2 separate regions of the Macaca mulatta genome follow, and region 2 is linked to region 1. The links are chromatin contacts, called in public Hi-C maps. All regions are on one chromosome and are shown on one strand. Each heading gives the region's core, a stretch centred on a gene start, on an enhancer-like site or on the middle of the called end of the contact. The rest is flanking DNA. Distances are from core to core; before and after follow the strand shown. Region 1 holds the start of CYB5D1 (cytochrome b5 domain containing 1). Region 2 holds the start of RNF227 (ring finger protein 227).

Region 1 (5,920 bases), core at 1,608-4,107:
CCCAATAGCTATTGCTTACCTGACACTTAGCCTTCCTTGCCTCCTCTTCGCCACAGGAGAACTCTGCAAACTCCCAGAGACAATAACTGCTAACTGTACAATAGGACCACAGTTTCCTATTGTGCAAGGAGCCTAGGAAAAAGCCACATCCCAAATACTTGCTCTGAGAACAGTGGTTACAAATGTTAACATGAGATTAGACATGGAGATGGTCCCTTTATATTGAGAGAACATGGACTTTGGAGTTGGGTAGACTTGAATTTGCATTCTGGCTCTAGTGGTACTACCTAGTGTGCCTTTGAGCTATTAAACTTTTCAAAGTTTCAAAGGACTTATCTGTAAAATAGTAATCCACCTTATAGGGTAGTTGTCTTGAAGAGGCTATTTGGGAGGCTGAGGCAAGAGGATCACTTGAGCCCAGGAGTTTGAAACCAGCCTGGGCAACACAGTGAGACTCTGTGTCTATAGAAAATTAAAAAATTAGGCATTGTGGCGTGCACCCAAAGTCCCAACTACTCAAGGCAGAAGTGGGAGGATCACTTGTGCCCAAGAGCTCCAGGCTGCAGTGAGCCATGATTTTGCCACTGCACTCCAGACTGGGTGACAGAGCAAGACCCCTTCTCTTTGTGGGGGGTGGGGGGAGAGGGTATATGAAGTACCCAGCATAATATCTAGCCTGAATTGCCTATAATGACTCACTTCCTTTCTTTCCCTTGGGTTTCAGCTGCCAAATACTATTCTACAAGTAAGATAAGCCAGCTTTGTGTGGTCAATGATAAACATTTCCTATTCCTGTCTTTGTAATTCCCATCTTCCTGCAGACATCTCATTTCCATCATTGCCAAAAAAGTCCTTCCATCCCTCACCCCTGTAGAATTACTCTCTCTTAACTATCAAACAGTTCTGCCTGAACTCTGACTATCCTCTTCTACATCTCCCTAAACCAAGATACTTGATCTTCTTGTATCATTCCTAAAGATTAATTCACTGATTTTCTCAGAGCAAATTGTAATGAAGGCAGGGAATAGGACCTTTACACTTCAGAAGGGCACAGGCTAGCTGCTAGAGAGGAATGGAGATCTAGGCCCAGGCACCCCTCCGCCCCACCACTTTTCGTCAAGGCACAGAAAAAGCCAAACTCGAAATATGTCTTGAGTGTACATGAGTGTACGTCTCCTTTCCTACAACTCTGTGAGATCATCATTGAAGTACAGAAGTATTGCAGGTGTGTGAAGTGTACCGTCCATATTGAGATAGTCAAATTCTTCCTCCTCATCCCGGATCCCATTCTCTTCCAGGGTAAAATCCATGTTCAGGTTCTTCCCTTCATATTTCCACGTGTAGCTGGCAGCATGTGCATTATAGGGGAGATAGCGGTGTAGGATTTCCCATATGGACTCCAGAACCCCCACCTGGAGAACACAGAAGCACCCCACCCCCAGAATTCTGGATGGAGTATACACATATACACACTAGGATCAAAGTGCCTCCCTTGGCAGATAGCAGCTTCAGGTAATCTACGGCCCCAGAAAAAAAGCTGAAACTCCAGCATGCAATGAACAGGCCCAAAAGACCTACAGCTCTTAATGGCAGCCACTTCTAACTACCAGATGGCCATAAAGGGTCAACTGTCCCCTCACTATATCCATGCAATAGAGTAGATTAAAAAGAAAGTTCAATTGCTGTCCAAAACAGCGTGTAAGAGTTTTGAAGGACCACCATCACTAAGATGCATAAACTGCTGTTCCCAGGCTTATAAAGGAGTCTCTTGTCCCCGTGTGACCCAGACACTCCTAGAATTACCAACCCTGGGGACCTAGGTGCTGTGCTTTCCTCAGTTGCCTCAATGTAAAGGGCAGAAAATACACTCCCACTGGTTATGGAAAAAAATGTTGCCCTGCAGATCGGCCTGGAGATTTGCTGGGATTCCCCATTCCCTCTAACCTGCTCCTTGTCACCAGTTCTCACCTCCAGTGTGTGCTCCTGCGACGTGAGTGTGTTAATGATGCGGATGCTCCGGGTCTTGGCAGACAGCCGCCCCACCTCATAATACGACCCCTGCCACCAGGGCTTCCCAAAATCGTTGGCCCAGTCCGAACAGGGCAGCTGAGGCGGAACGTGCACAAAGCGACCCCGCGGGGTGCAGTACCTCAGGCAGCCGGTCAGCGGATCTATGTGCTTGCGGATCTTTAAAGGAGGGTTTGGGGCGAGGGGATCAGAGCAGTCATTATGCTCTGGCTAGCCTCCGCTTTTCCTTCCCATCCCCGCTCTCCATTGCCTCTACCCACAACCCCAGATTTCAGCATAACTCACGTCTTTGGTCTTTGGATCAAACCAGTGGCTGATGTCCTGGCCTGCAACTTCCACTATAGGTTTCAGCAGCAGGTTCCCTTGAAAAGAGCAGCCACGGTCAATGCCAGCCCTTCAAGAACCAGGCAGACGCGCGCGCGCGCCCGCACACACACACACACATACACACACACACACACACACACACACACACACACACACACACTCCGGCCCCGGCCCAACGTGTGACCCTTACCCTTGTATTCCTGTGCCAATGACGTTAGGTCGTACACGCGTCCCAAGTAAGATACCCAGAGGTCTTCGGGCCTGTTATGTTGGGCCACCTCCGCCGGCGTGAAATAGCGACGCTGAAAATACTCCAAATCTGGCCCAGCCACCAGGCCCCGGCGCGGCATGGCTCTTGCTCTGTCAGTCACTGGCTCTCTTGGTTACTCCTTTGCTCCTCAGCACGCACTCACTACTACTACGACCTCCGTCGCGTCCGGGAGCCGAGGGGAGAGCGTTTATCCGCTGACATGGAAACCATTGTCCTTTTCCGGCCACCGTCCACTGAGATAAATATCAGGAGGTGAGGCTTGGACCGCACGTGTTCACGGGAAATGTAGTATGAGTCCCACACGGGGCATATAAGGATCAAGTAATTGAGTTGCGCCGCTTTCAGGAGTTGGGGGTGGGCAGAAAACGAATACGCTCCGTTTTAATTTAGCGGCCTGGGCTACATGGGATATTTATGACAGACTATCTCTCTGAGACAGAAAAACAAGGGAGGAGGCAGTATGAGAGTGTATTCTCGCTAAATTCCAGAGTTTCTAAAGGATGTGTAAGAAAGTAGAGGTAAAGGTCTCGCGATATCGTAAGACATCCGGCGTGGTACGCTTCAGTGAGCCACAGCGCTAGAAGTAGGAGAAGCTCGCGAGATCTCTGCCGTTGCCGAGGAGACTAGGAGGTGGAGGAGAGGTGATCTCGCGAAAGGAAAGCGGTCGGGAGCGCTCGCGAGATCTCGGACCACCCAACCTGAAAGGTGCTTAGGAAGTTGAAAGGCCCAGAGGAGGCCTCCGGGCAAATGGCCGGAGCTGGACCGACCATGCTGCTACGAGAAGAGAATGGCTGTTGCAGTCGGCGTCAGAGCAGCTCCAGCGCCGGGGTTAGCACGGGCTCTGGTTCTGGGATTGAGGGGCAGTCGAGCAGCAAGATGGAGGGGGTGGGGGAACTGCAGCTCCCGGCAGCCTCTGGGCGTTGTGTGAGCGCCCCGCGGGCTGCCGGGAGCTGTGGTTCCGCGGGCGGGCAGCCGGGACTGCGCGGTCTGAGCGCTTGTTCCACCCCGCGCAGGATTCGGACGGAGAGCGCGAGGACTCGGCGGCTGCGCGCGCCCGGCAGCAGCTAGAGGCGCTGCTCAACAAAACTATGCGCATTCGCATGACAGATGGACGGACACTGGTGGGCTGCTTCCTCTGCACTGACCGTGACTGCAATGTCATCCTGGGCTCGGCGCAGGAGTTCCTCAAGCCGTCGGGTCAGTGCCTGGGGAATGCACACCCGCCTGGAAATGTGGCGGAACCTTACGCAAGGCATTTCCCCTTCAGGGCCTGGCTGCAGCCCTTGTTTTCTGGGGCTCGTTTTTGTGGCTCAGAGGGGCGGTACTGATGCCGGCCTGCTTCCCTGATCCTCTGATCCTTCTTTCCAGATTCCTTCTCTGCCGGGGAGCCCCGTGTGCTGGGCTTGGCCATGGTACCCGGACACCACATCGTTTCCATTGAGGTGCAGAGGGAGAGTCTGACCGGGCCTCCATATCTCTGACCACGGTGGCGCATACCTTTCAGACTTCATTAAACTTACGACCGAATGGACCTGTGTCTGTGTGTAGCTGGGATGCCAGTACAGGGATAGGACACCCCACCCCTAGAGGAAAGGACTCATCTGAAGTCGGGAGCACCCTCAACCCTCCTCTACCAACCGGGATGTCCAGGGGTGCCAAAGGTTCTCTCAAGTTCAGGGGTAGAGATGGGGGACAGGGCTGAATGATGCACCAACAGGCCCCAGGGTGGGCCCCTGCATCTTCCCTCCCACGCTGCTGCTCCAGAATTGTGGCGGGAGGGGGTGTCATCCTGCTCCGGAAGGCCCATTGTTTCCCACCCCGGCCTGGCAACACCGAGTTCCTTTAAGCTGGGGTCAGAGAACGGGCTCAGGTCCCCAAGGGGAGCAGGGGCAGGCGGCCGAGGCTGGGCCCCCTCCACTCTATTGATGGGGAGGTGCCTGGGGTCAGGGACAGATCTCTGAGTTCTGGCCAGGAAGAACGGACAAAAGCGATAAGGCCAGGGGGCTGAAGGATGCTCCTCTCTGCTCATTTGTGGCCCTGGCACATGTTTCCTGTTCCTCGGCACAGGGCAGGGGTGATAGTACTTGTGCCACTCCTGTGTTTGCAGAGCACGTTGAGTTCGTTAAATCTTTATTGATGCGTGGACACTCCTTCCCCTCCAGCCCCGCCCCCCAGCCCCGGAAATACTGGAGGAGCTGCACCTTAAAAGGAGGGCACGAGATTGTTGTCCCATTCACGACGGGGCTGAGGGGAAGGTGTGCAGGTTCCAGCCCAGATGTTCAGGATTGAGATGTGGGTAGTGAAAGGAAAGTGGGTTTTCCGGGATGTGGGGGCTTTCCTCAGCATTGGGTCCACTGACGCTGCTGCTCCCAAGGGGATGCTAGGACTCCGCTCAGGCAGGGGTGGGGGCAGGGCAGGTCGGAAGATGCCGGGCTTCAAGTCCTTGGGCCGAGTAAGAAGGAGGGCAGCCGTCAGGGTTGTTCTTGACTCGAGGGTCATTAGACCCAGACCTTTCCTGATGTAGGAACGGCCTGGGACCCTGGTGAGGCCCGGGTTTGCCGCGGATGCGGCGCGCGCCGACGCCGATAAAGGGCTCGGCTGTAGGGCACCAGGCAATCGGCTAGGCGGAGGCGCAGGCAGAGGCGGCGGTAGCTGGCCAGAGCAAGCACGAGCAGCGGCACGAGGAGCAGGAATCCGGTGACCAGAAGGGCCGTGAAACCGGGGTCCCGCAGGTGCGCGGTGCAAGGGGGTGCCTGGGAGCGCAGGAACTGTGGGAGAAGAGGCGTCAGGCCCAAGCCGACCGAGCCATACTGTGCACGGGGTGGAAACAGCCCAGGCGGGTTGAAGTTGTGGCCCATAGACCCCACCGCCAGCATCACCACACACCAACACCCACACTCACACGCACACCCGGGGACGCACGCTCACCTGAGAATGGCAGAGGAAGCCGAAGCCCAGCATGGTGACAGCGGGTAGCAAGATGGTCCCCAGCACCAGCGCCAGCAGGAGAAGATTGAAGGCAGCCACCAGCAGATTCTGGGCTGTTACAAGCACAGCGCAGGCCCAACAGTCCAGGGGGTCCCGGGGCTCTGGGCCGCCACCGGGAACCGCTCGCTGTGCCCCGGGGACATCCGCCATGGCCCGCCTGGATTCCGCCCGCCTGGGCTGCTGCCCTTATAGCCCTCTTTCCTGCCCCTCCCCCGGCCCAGCCTCTCCCCACCCCCCTTATCCTGGAATGCGGCTCTAGGATTAGGCACCCCCCATCCCGAGGAGCGGACCAGAGCCCTGGACATT
Region 2 (6,433 bases), core at 2,376-4,875, 60 kb before region 1:
CTCATTGCAACCTCCGACTCCCTGGTTCAAGCGATTCTCCCGCCTCTGCCTCCCCAGCAGCTGGCATTACAGGCACATGCCACCATGCCCAGCTAACTTTTGTATTTTTAGTAGAGACGGGGTTTCACCATGTTGTCCAGGAGGGTCTCGATTTCCTGATCTCATGATCCGCCTGCCTCGGCCTCCTAAAGTGCTGGGATTACAGGCATGAGCCACCGTGCCCAGCCACTTTTTTTTTATTTTTAAGCAGTGGGGTCTCGCTCTGTCACCCAGGCTGGAGGGCACTGATATGATCACGGCTCAGTGCAGCTTTGAAGTCCTGAGGCTCAAGTGATTCTCCCACCTCAGCCTACTGAGTAGCTGGAACGACGTGCACCACTGCGCCTGGCTTTTTTCTTTTCTTTTTTTTTTTTGAGACGGAGTCTCGCTCTGTCGCCCAGGCTGGAGTGCAGTGGCCAGATCTCAGCTCACTGCAAGCTCCGCCTCCCGGGTTCACGCCATTCTCCTGCCTCAGCCTCCCGAGTAGCTGGGACTACAGGCGCCCGCCACCTCGCCTGGCTAGTTTTTTGTATTTTTTAGTAGAGACGGGGTTTCACCGTGATAGCCAGGATGGTCTCGATCTCCTGACCTCGTGATCCGCCCGTCTCGGCCTCCCAAAGTGCTGGGATTACAGGCTTGAGCCACCGTGCCCGGCCTCTTTTCTTTTTTTGTAAAGACAGGGTCTCACCACGATGCTCAGGCTGATCTCAAACTCCCGAGCTCAAGTGATCCTTCCATCTTGGTCTCCCAAAGTGCTAGGATTACAAGTGTGAGCCACCACACTCAGGAGAAATAACTTTTAAAAACTGTTCTTTTTCACGATTCTGTGGGCTGGCTAGGAGTTCCTTTGCTGTTTTCACCTAGGTTCACTCGTGTCTCTGCACTCAAACAGCAGGTCAGCTGAGCAGGAAAATGGAAAATGGCCTCACCAGCATGTTTGGCTGTTGGCTGGCGCTCCTCCGTGTGGCCTCTTCCTTACATGGTGGTCTCAGGGAGTGTTCCAAGGGGACAAAGGCAGAAGCTACAAGGCCTCTGACAGACTAGGTTCCAGAACTCACACATCGCTTCTGCCACACCTATTGGTCAAAGCTAGTTACAAGACCAGCCCAGATTCAAGGGATAGAGAAAGAGACCCCAATTCTTGATGTGAGAAGTACCAAAGTCACACTGCAAAGGAATTTGGGGCCACCATTAGTCTACCACCACATTAAAAGTTGTTTTTTGTTTTTTTTTTTTGAGACAGAGTCTTGCCCTGTTGCCCAGGCTGGAGTACACTGGTGCAATCTTGGCTCACTGCAACCTCCACCTCCTGGGTTCAAGCGATTCTCCTGCCTCAGCCTCCCAAGTAACTGGGACTACAGGTGCACGCCATCATGCCCGGGTAATTTTTTGGATTTTTAGTAAAGACTGGGTTTCACCACGTTGCTCAAGCTGGTCGCAAACTCCTAAACTCAGGCAATCTGCTAGTCTCGGCCTCCCAAAGTGCTGGGATTACAGGTGTGAGTCACTGCATTCAGCCCATCATATATTTATTAACCATAGATACCTACCAGTCCCCCCTCCCCCCACCTTTTTTTTTTTTTTTGGAGACCGAGTCTCACTCTGTTTCCCAGACTGGAGTGCAGTGGCGTGATCTCCGCTCACTGCAACCTCCACCTGCCGGGTTCAAGCAATTCTCATGCCTCAGCCTCCCGAATAGCTGGGACTACAGGTGTGAGCCACCACGCCTGTCTAATTTTTGTATTTTTAGTAGAGACGGGGTTTCACCATGTTGGCCAGGCTGGTCTTGAACTCCTGACCTCAAGTAATCCACCCGCCTTGGCCTCCCAAAATGCCGGGATTACAGGCAAGAGCCACCATGCCCGGCCCTACCAGTTCCTTTTTAAGACCAAAAAGTTTTGAATTGTGACAGCATCACTGTAATAAGTAGACAGCTTCTCCCATGATTACAGACAATACCATTCAAAAGTTCTGAAATGTTTGCTTAAAAACAATGGTATACCTCCTCAAAAGAGATTACCCTCTAGGTTTTAACAATGAAGGTTAAAAAACCAGCTCTGCATTGCCTGTGATAGCTGGTAAATGCCATGGGTGTGGAGAACCCCATCTTGCACATATTGGTCAAGAGGGATGTGTGTTGAAAATGTTGGGTACTGGCTGGGCATGGTGGCTCACGGCTGTAATCCCAGCACTTTGGGAGGCTGAGGCGGGCGGATCACCAGGTCAGGAGATCAAGACCATCCTGGCTAACACGGCGAAACCCCATTTCTCCTAAAAGTACAAAAAATTAGCTGGGCGTGGTGGCGGGTGCCTGTAGTCCCAGCTACTTGGGAGGTTGAGGCAGGAGAATGGCATGAATCCAGGAGGCGGAGCTTGCAGTGAGCCGAGATGGTGCCACTGCACTTCAGCCTGGGCGACAGAGCGAGAGACTGTCTCAAAAAAAAAGAAAATGTTGGGTACTGAGAAATTAAGGTGAATTCAGTATAGGCTGGGGGCACAGGATAAGAATAGTAGCTAATATAGTACTTACCTGGTGTTTTACTGTGTACTGGACACTGTTTGAAGCACCTTACACATATAACCTCGTTCAGTCCTCATTATCCACATTTTTTTATAGGAAACCAAGGCCCACATAAATTAACTTGCTCAAAGGGTCACAACTAGTAAGAGGTGGAAGCTAGGATCTGAACTCAAGCCAGCTGGCTCTAGACTGTGTTATTACCCTCCACAACAGAACCTGGGCTGCAGGTCCAGGAGAGGAGGGTGAGAAGGCAGCTGTGTGTGGGTGTGGCACCATGAGGGGAATGTGGGTTGTGAGTACCATGTCCTGTTTACCAGTGGGAGAAGTCAGACCCCTGAGTCAGAACTTATGCTGGGGAGCTTTACTGGGGCCATCACGATGTGTGGGTGTCCAGGCCTCCGGAAGGAAAGGATTCCCAGCATTCCTAAAGCCATGGTCCTGGAATCTAGGCCCCTCCTTAGGCTGAGATACCAGCTGAGAGTTAAGCAGTTTGGGGAGAATGAAGTTTAGGAAGCCAGCCTTACAAGCAACACCGAGAGGTCATCTATAATGAGAATTGAGGGCAAAATCGAGTCAAAGGACCCGGGACCAAAGGTTGGGCAGAATGGGCAGTGTTTGGAAACTGAGTGGGATTGTGAAACTCACTGCGAGCAACTGAATAGGCCGAGGGGGCTTTAGAGACCTGTGCCAATGATTGACGGCTGAGGCGCAGGGAGGGACCCGGGGATTTGCACATGGTAGAATTAAGGAGCGCTGGCGTTGCGTTGGGGGAAGAAGGAAAGCCCCACCCCGCTCCCCGGCAGTGGGGAGGAAGGGAGGAATGGGTGCCTCGGCCCCCACGGCTCCGGTCCTGGCACGGCCTGGGCCGCCTCCCCGACTCCATCATCGCTGTCATGCCCGGCCTCAAGCCTCCACCGCCCCCACACGTGCCGCCACGGGGAGCGGCCCGATCAAGGCGTGACGCTTCGAAGGGTGGGGCCTCACTTATTCCCCTATTTAAAGGGGAACGAGGCCGCGGCGCCGGCCCCAGGACCCGACCCGGGCCTCAGAAGAGTCAGTTCGTTCTGTTCACCGAGCCGGCCGCGTTAGCGACGCCCTCGAGTTCGCGGCGGGCACGATGCAGCTCTTGGTGAGGGTGCCCTCTCTTCCGGAGCGGGGCGAGCTGGACTGCAACATCTGCTACCGTCCTTTCAACCTCGGGGGCCGCGCGCCCCGCCGCCTGCCCGGGACGGCGCGCGCCCGCTGCGGCCACACGCTCTGCACCGCCTGCCTCCGCGAGCTGGCAGCGCGCGGGGACGGCAGCGGGACGGCCGCGCGCGTGGTGCGCCTGCGCCGCGTGGTCACGTGCCCCTTCTGCCGCGCGCCCTCGCCGCTCCCGCGCGGCGGCGTCACGGAGATCGCTCTTGACTCGGACTTGTGGTCGCGATTGGAGGAAAAAGCGCGGGCCAAGTGCGAACGAGATGAGGCGGGGAACCCGGCCGAGGAAAGCAGCCACGCTGACGGAGAGGCCGAGGAGGAAGGGGAGAGCGAGAAGGGGGCGGGGCCTAGGAGCGCTGGGTGGCGCGCGTTCCGGCGGCTCTGGAACAGGGTCCTGGCGCCCGCGCGGCGCTGGCGGCGTCCGCTGCCTAGCAACGGTGAGGTGCTGCCAGGGGAGGATGCAGGGGAGAGAGCGCCGAGGAACACGGAGGTTGGTTGGCTTGCTCCTGCTTCCGCTAACCCTTATTCTTTCCCCCAGTGCTCTACTGTCCGGAGATCAAGGACATTGCCCACCTGACCCGTTGAACGTTGTAACCGAGGAACTCGGAAGCCACAGCCGAAGGAAGGTGGGAGCTGCAGCCTCGCGGGGGCTGATATCAAGACTACTGTGTCTCAGATCCCAGGATTGACATGTGATAAGAGAGATGAGCCGAGGGCAGGAGGGAACGCCCTGGGAGGTGTTGATGATGAGTTGGGGAGGCTCCTAGACGAACTCGCCCCCATCTACTGACTGTGCCAGTCTTACATTTTCAGGATGGAGTGGCCAAGGGATGATATAAACAAAGCCTACGTTACTGTGGGAAGAAGACAGACTGTTTTCTTAGCTGGGACTTTGGCTTTTGTCCAGGGTGGCTCTGGTGTGTGGGAGCAACAGGTCCCGTTTTAGCAATTCTTTGTCAATGGTTTGAATTTTTTTTTTTAAGATGGGATGGGAGAGAAGAGGCTAATTTTCGCGTCATGTTAATCTCACTTCTCTGGCATGTAAGGGTGCTGGTATGCCTGCTGTCTCTCCACTCCCAGTTCTGTGTTCCAAAAATTGAGATGGCTCCCTGCCTATGACTATGATGAGGAGCCTTGCTTCATTTCAGAATCTACCTTCAGCCTGCTAGGGCAGGTATCAGAAATTCCAAAGGGCATTTATATGAGGCACCTAATTAGAGCCTATCAAAGTAGGAAAGGAGAGCCATTTGAAAGGCATCATATTTCAAACTTTTGCTATTATCTGTGTTATCTTTACAGTCACAGGGAACACTGGCGCTACTGAAAAGATACTTATACAATTTTAAGTGTCTTTAAAATTTGTGTCCCATAATGGGACATCACCTATTGTATATATGCCATGTATTCTATTTTAGAATCCTGTAAGTATCTTATGACCATATAGTCATAGTCAAGGACCAGCAGCGTTGGTATGCTGTCGATGGAAGCGCACAATCTCACTCCAGGATCCCACTCCAGACTTCCTGAATCAGACTCTGCAGGGTTGTTGTTTTTGTTTTTGTTTTTGAGACAGTCTCACTCTGTTGCCCAGGCTGGAGTGCAGTGGCGCAATCTCACCTTACTGCAGCCTCTACCTCCCAGATTCAAGCGATTCTCCTGCCTCACCCGCCGGAGTAGCTGGGATTACAGGCTCCTGCCACCACACCTGGCTAATTTTTGTAGTTTTAGTAGAGATAGGGTTTTGCCGTGTTGGTCAGGCTGGTCTCAAACTCCTGACCTCAGGTGATGCGCCCACCTCGGCCTCCCAAAGTGCTGGGATTATAGGAGTGAGTCACCGCGCCTGGCCAGACTCTGGCATTTTAACAATCCCAGGTGATTTGTGTGCATGTGAAAATGTAAGTATCATTGGTCTAGATCCTAGACTCTTTAAGATATCACCATCTGTAGGTAGAATATTTAAAACATAATAAGTATGACTGATAGATTATTTTATCCAAAGTTCTAAAGTAACATTCTATTGCTAAAGAAATCCTAACCTACTATGTTACATTTTTCTCTTAAAAATGTGAACTTATTAAGTATTAACCTCAATTTTTAGGGGTCTCCAACCTTTTTAAAATATTTTTGATTGACAAATCATATACACTTATGGTTTATAAACCTCAATTTTTGTAACCCTATTTTGGCATTTTCCTGTCCTTACGTCTCAGCTTAAATGCTCCCTCTTCTGGGAGGCCGCCTTCTGCCTTCAGCATAGTAGAGCCTTTTCCCCACCCCTCTGTAACATAATGCCCTGTTTTATTTTTACTGCTTTTATTTTCATGCTTTGTGGGTGTCCTCACTGGAGTGTAAGCCCCATGGTAGGAAGGGCTGACCTGTGACTGTTTTATCTCCAGGGCCAACAGCAGTGTTACTGTATAATATGTACTCAATAAATATTTGTTGGCTTTATATCTTATTTTTTTAATATAATAGCCTTGTGAACTAAATGTCTGGCCTCTCTCAATCTCTGAGAATCTCTGTTTAGTGAGCAATAAACATCAAGGAAGTGCCTAGCAGTTCAAATCTTTGGTAAGCTAGACAGATCTGACCCTCAACTCCTTTAAAAAAAAAAAAGTGTGCCTTTGCTTCATACTGGAACTGAACCTGTGGAGCTGTAGTGACCTCTACTGACTC

What was found. Hi-C and Micro-C count contacts between places; a contact is called where the count stands out from the background.
Region 2: a contact with region 1 is called in a Hi-C map of cortical neurons, with 2.5 times the contacts expected there. The contact joins the promoter of RNF227 here to the promoter of CYB5D1 in region 1. A contact is called at or near these places in 2 of 14 Hi-C or Micro-C datasets (blood and cortical neurons).

What each region holds. Positions count from the first base shown.
Region 1 is chr16:9,360,223-9,366,142 of T2T-MMU8v2.0, reverse strand. CYB5D1 (cytochrome b5 domain containing 1) reads right to left here and starts at 2,857. Exons shown (of 4, transcript NM_001194493.2): 1 at 2,546-2,857; 2 at 2,314-2,390; 3 at 1,969-2,187; 4 at 1-1,412. The coding sequence starts at 2,705. The coding sequence ends at 1,182. NAA38 (N-alpha-acetyltransferase 38, NatC auxiliary subunit) reads left to right here. Exons shown (of 5, transcript XM_077970313.1): 4 at 3,640-3,823; 5 at 3,995-4,153. The coding sequence ends at 4,107. It overlaps TMEM88 (transmembrane protein 88), which reads right to left and starts at 5,782. Exons shown (of 2, transcript NM_001194489.2): 1 at 5,555-5,782; 2 at 4,748-5,394. The coding sequence starts at 5,764. The coding sequence ends at 5,125.
Region 2 is chr16:9,420,354-9,426,786 of T2T-MMU8v2.0, reverse strand. RNF227 (ring finger protein 227) reads left to right here and starts at 3,625. Exons shown (of 2, transcript XM_028835980.2): 1 at 3,625-4,194; 2 at 4,296-6,306. The coding sequence starts at 3,678. The coding sequence ends at 4,342. LOC144335311 (a long non-coding RNA gene) reads right to left here and starts at 4,449. Exons shown (of 2, transcript XR_013406085.1): 1 at 2,367-4,449; 2 at 698-1,738.